Linked DNA regions of Canis lupus: region 2 is linked to region 1. The links are chromatin contacts, called in public Hi-C maps. All regions are on one chromosome and are shown on one strand. Each heading gives the region's core, a stretch centred on a gene start, on an enhancer-like site or on the middle of the called end of the contact. The rest is flanking DNA. Distances are from core to core; before and after follow the strand shown.

What was found. A called contact is a pair of places that touch in the nucleus more often than the background predicts.
Region 2: a Hi-C map of skin fibroblasts shows a contact between it and region 1, with 1.6 times the contacts expected there. The contact joins the promoter of NWD1 here to the enhancer-like site in region 1. A contact is called at or near these places in 2 of 9 Hi-C or Micro-C datasets (liver and skin fibroblasts).

The regions. Positions count from the first base shown.
Region 1 is chr20:46,155,470-46,158,169 of UU_Cfam_GSD_1.0, forward strand. SIN3B (paired amphipathic helix protein Sin3b) reads right to left here. Exons shown (of 20, transcript XM_038566950.1): 16 at 2,168-2,341; 17 at 1,805-1,897; 18 at 588-682; 19 at 148-352; 20 at 1-19. Among named protein-coding and RNA genes, the nearest start is that of F2RL3, 7.5 kb to the left of the region's middle. Within about 2 kb of position 1,287, at least 4 of the 20 cell types and tissues checked have an H3K27ac peak or open chromatin away from gene starts, as enhancers often do.
Region 2 is chr20:46,265,715-46,268,414 of UU_Cfam_GSD_1.0, forward strand. It overlaps NWD1 (NACHT domain- and WD repeat-containing protein 1), which reads right to left and starts at 1,275. Exons shown (of 21, transcript XM_038566948.1): 1 at 857-1,275.

The DNA of each region.
Region 1 (2,700 bases), core at 37-2,536:
GCAGGACCAGTGGTTGTACCTGCAGAAGGGGGTGGGGAGGGGAGTCAGGGCAGCCCCAGATAGCCGTGGGCCGGATCCTGGGGGGAAAAAGGGTGCACACCACTCCCAGACAGCCGTGGCTCCCAGGCCCCGGGCAGAGAGGGGCACCTGCTTGGCCCGGCAGAGGGTCCCACGGCGGTACATGTAGTCCTCGGAGTTGACGATGAACATCATCTTGTGGGTGCTGAGCTTGAAGCGACAGTCCACGTTGCAGGCGCTCTCGACCCCGACCAGCCGCTTCCAGGAGCTCTTGGCCTCGCCGCGCAGGGCACGCACCTGCTCACACTGCCACCTGCGGAACTTCTTGAGGTTCCTGGAGGCGAGAGGAGGATCTGCAGACTGGGAAATCCTCACAGCCCGTAAACGCCGGGAAGACGGCTGACTTCCCCGGGGTCAGACAAATGCAGACCGATGTGGTGGAAACCACTACCCTACCCCTTTGGCCAGCAACACGGGGAAAACCAGTCAGGCCCTGGTGCTGGGCCCTGCTGCTGCCGGTGGTGGGAGCGGGTCCCCCGGGAAGGAACCACATCTGGGGGTCCTCTTACCTTTGCAGGAACACGGGCTTCAGGAGAAAGCCCTCGGTGGGCGAGCTGGATGCCCCCTCGGTCCCCACATACTGCTCCACATACCGAGCCAGGTGCTGTGGGGACATGGGGAGACAGGCCCGTGTCATTGGAGGCACCAGCCTCTCACCTGGGACCCTGAGCTCAGGGGCTCCCAGGGATTTCATCCTCAGTTTCCCAAAGCATCGGGAGGGTGGCAGCTACTGAGGAGCCACCAGATGGCAGCAGCTCTGGCTGAAGCACTTGCCCAGAGCCACAAGGTAGACAGCTGTGGCATTTCACGCTTGGGTGGATAAGCACACCTGCTATATGACATCCTCTCTGCACCCGTCACGTGACAAGCTCCCCCAGGGAGCGGGGCCTTCACACAGAGGAGCTGGATCCGAGGAGCGGCAGGGACAGGCCAGGCAGGAGTTGGGGATGAGCAGAAGGCAGGGCTTGCAGGGGCTGCTCAGGTCAGGGGTGAGCATGGTCTGCCGTGTCCAAGTGACCCTCCCTCTGTTCACCACCTTCTAAAAGCCACAGGCTCCTCCAGACTCAAGCCTCACAAAACCACATTTGCTGGAAACTTCTGGAAGGAGCAGGGTGTACAGACCCCCACCTACACTTGTCTGGGAAAGCATCTGCTGTTGGGAAGCCCTGAGGCCCACAGGGAAGGATTCCACAAGGGGACCCCCACTGGCTGCAGTAGTGGGGAGGGCCCTACTCTGTGAAGGAGGCTAGGGGCTTAGAGGCACCGGGATACCAAGTGGAATGTGCATCTAGAGTGTGGGCCAGGGGGTTTCTCCTGGTGACCAGGGGCTGGGATCCAGGGCTCTGGGCTTCAGGCACGGGGAGTACAGGGCCACACGCCACAGGGTCGGAGTGACCATGCAGGCCATGGGCTCAAGGGGGATGACAGTGTTTGCAGCAGGTGGGAGGAGCCAGGAAGAGGGTTTTGGGGAAGGATGGCCTGGCTCTCACCTGCCTTCCTGCCCTGGACATGCACACTGGCTCCTGATGGGGCATGTGCAGTGGCCATCCCCTCTCAGGCTTCCAAGAAGGTCAGGCTGTGACTGAGGCCTCGCTGGGTGGACAGTTGCAGCCGGTGCCTGGCCAGTGTGTGCACAAGGCTTTTGGGGGACCCGGGGGGCCCCATGGTGCTGCCCGTGGCTGCCCCTAACCCCCACGATGTGTTCAAGGTGGACTGTGGTTCTCACCTGGACCTCCACAGGGTCCTCTGTCTGCGCCTCTTCGGTGTCTAGAAGCTCGATGGTCATGATCACTTGCCCTTTGCGCTGGAGGAACATCACCTGGGGAGGAAGGGGGATGAACAGGCTGAAGCCCCGAACGAGGTTGCACGGTCATCTAGGACTGCCTTCCCCAGCTGCCAGGGGCCCAGTAAGAGAAGTCTGTGCTATCGGGTAGGCTAGCAGCCAAGTCAAGGCCCAGCGCCAGCCCCAGCCCCAGCCCCAGCCCCAGCCCGCCTCCCGGGCCGGGGCAAAGCAGCCAGTTGTCCCCCGTCGTGGGTGTCCTCCTTGCAGCCCCGGCCCCGCGTGGGGCAGAGCGTGGCCACCCCTTACCTTGAAGCAGTTCTCATCAGCCATGCACCGCTCAGCCTTCCACTGGTAGCTGGTCTCCCTGGCAGCGCGGACGCAGCGGGAGGACAGGTTCCCCCCTGCAGCACCTCGCTTCTTCTCGTTCAGGTAGAGCTCCACCACCTTCAGACAGACGTCGTCACTCACGAGGTGGTGCAGCTGGCAGGGAGGGAGAGCCAGTGGGCGCGTGGCGTCTGTGTGTCCCCAGGAGGAGTGAGGCACAGCTGCCGCCACCTCCCGTTGGGACCCCCCTCATCCCCAGACGAGGCCAGCAATGTCCACGAGGTGGGCATGAAGGCCAGGGTCCAACGGCTGTGCCAGGCAGCCTCCGCATGCTGGCTGCAGACCACACCGGACAAGATCGAAAACCAACCCAGAGCAAGCCAGCCCAGACCAGCAAGCGCTGCCTCGGTGTGAAAAGCACTAAGGTAGTGAATAAAACGAGCCAAAATGGGGATGGTAATTATCCCAAGGTGGTGCCATGGCAAGTAATTCTTCCCTCAGTGTTCTGCTACGGA
Region 2 (2,700 bases), core at 25-2,524, 110 kb after region 1:
ACACTAAGCTTTCTTTCTATTTCTGTAGCCCAGACTTTTCCAATATCAGCACTACTGGCATCTGGGGCCAGGTCATTCTTTGCAGTGGGGGCCATCTTGTGCATTGTAGGATGTTGAGGAGCATCTGGGCTTGACTCATTGGATGCCAGTAGCAGGGCTCCCCACCTCCGCCAAAGCTGTGACGATTAAAAATATCTCCAAGGGGTGTCTGGGTGGCTTAGTCAGTTAAGCGTCTGCCTTCAGCTCAGGCCATGATCCTGGGGTCCTGGAATCAAGCCCTGCATCGGGCTCCCTGCTCAGCAGAGAGCCTGCTTCTCCCTCTCCCACTCCCCTTGCTTGTGCTCTCTCTCTGTATGTCAAAGAAATAAATAAAGTCTTTAAAAAAAAATCTCTGGACATTGCCAGTGTCTAGTAGGGGCACAATCACGCTTGGTTGAGAACCCTGGCCTAAGACAACTAGCCAATTACAGCTTCAGGGCCTCATGTTGCACCTGAATTCCCCATCCTGAATCCATTCATGTCATCCACACCTCAGTTTATTTTTTTTTATTTTTTTAATGATTTATTTATTTATTCATGATAGACGTAGAGAGAGAGAGAGAGAGAGGCAGAGACACAGGAGGAGGGAGAAGCAGGCTCCATGCCGGGAGCCCGACGTGGGACCCGATCCCGGGACTCCAGGACCGCGCCCTGGGCCAAAGGCAGGTGCCAAACCGCTGAGCCACCCAGGGATCCCCTACACCTCAGTTAAATGCCACTTCCTCAGAGGCTCTCTGACCACCCCATTGCTCAGTGACCACTCCCCCAGTCCCTCCCAATGCCATCACCCTATTTTAATTCTCTGCATGGTACTCACCACCAGCTGGTATGTTTCTTCTTGCTTCTTTACTGCTTGTCTCGCCACAAGAACATGAGTTCCGTGAGTGCAAGGACTCTGTCCGCCAAGGTCAGCATGCTTGGCACATAGTAGGTGCTCACTAAATAATTGTCACATCAGTGGGCTCAACCACAACTGTCCATCTTCCTTGACTCCTATTTATCACTACAGGCAACTGAAGAAGACTGGATTTCCCCAGGAAGGACAGAAGTCCCTTGCAGTGCTTGCCTTCTGGTTTTCCTTGGGAGCTCTGGCCTCAATCTCACTCCTGCTGGTGGTGGAAAAGCCAACTTAAAACCCTCTGGGGAAGTAGGCTGGAGAAGAAAGTTTTCTGGCCGTAGCACTGCCCGGAAGCCAGGCCCCCGGCAATCCTAGTAACTTTTGTCTTAGGTACTTCCCAGGTCTCTCCCTGCCAATTCACCCAGCAACTGGGATAATGAAAGAAATTGTGTGGCTCTCAGGCCCTGGCTTATTAGCTGGGCACTTAGCCAGACTTGATGGTTAACCGTTGTGTGTCGGGCTAATATGCTCATCACAGAAGAGGCCATTTGTTAAGGGCCCATGAGGTGCCAGCTGGTTGGCATTCCACATGGGCAGTGTGCCCAAGAGGCGGGTATTATGATTCTCCCCCACTGATGAAAAAAAAAGAGGTCCAGATAGATGAAGCCCCTTGCATGGGCCACTTGGCTTCTCTGGGCTTAAGTTTGCTTTATGATCTCCAGAGTCAGGTAGACAATGAAATTTGCTTATAAGATGAGCCTAACGTCATGCTTGGGGCATGTGAAGGGCACATGAAATGTAGGCCATGATTTTTCCTATTATTTCCAGGCTCAGCCAACAAGTGGTACAATCAGGAATCAAAGCATCCAACGTTGACGTCCCCATAAGCGTTAAATGCAATCTAAGTTTCTAGAGCAGGGTTTCTCGATCTCAGCACTGCTTAACATTTGGGGCCAGAGCACTCTTTGCGGTGGGGTGCGCATGTTGGAGGAGGTCATCAAGAACATGTAACTGCAGATTTGACCCACCAGGTGGGCGAGAAGCTCCCCCTCCCCTGTCCTTGGAGTGTTCACTCCCCTGGGCCTCCCTGCACGAGATGCTCTCCCAAGGACACAGCCTTGAGATAGTGATGTGGTGTTAAGACCATCTGGATGGTGTATGGGACTGAACCCAGTTAAGGCCTTTATATACATTTTTAAGATTCTGGCTGCTATGGTGTGAAGATCTACTTGTCTGCGGCCACTCGAGACAAGCCTGGTAAGTAAGTTCTCCTGCTTATCAAACCTGCCACCTACCAATCTGAAATGGCCTGACTTTCTCTGGTCTTGCCCTGCCCTCCAAGTACAGGGGCTGGTTTCAGATTGCACATGGGAAGCTCCCTTGGAGGTAGCAAAAACATTAGGATGTTGAGCAGCATTCCTGATCTCCACCAACTAGATGCAAGTAGCATCACCTCTCCCAATCACGACAACCAAAAATGTCTCCTGACATTGCCAGGTGTCTCCTGGGGAACAGAATCCCCACCCCCACCCTCTGGTTGAGAACAACTTCTCTAACAAGTTGGCATTTTCATGTTACCATCATCATGTCATTATATCATGAGGAACTCTTAGCTTCAGATGCTAATATAACCTGTTCTCTCTAATTCTCCCTGTGACTAGGAACTTCATTTTGCTACCCTGATTTACCAAAGATGAAAATAAGCTTCTGAGGGGTACCTGGCTGGCTCAGGCAGTAGAGTGTGTGACTCTTGATCTCAGGGTTGTGACTTTGAGTCCCATGTTGGGTGTAGAGATTGCTTAAAAATGAAAAAAATAGTGGCA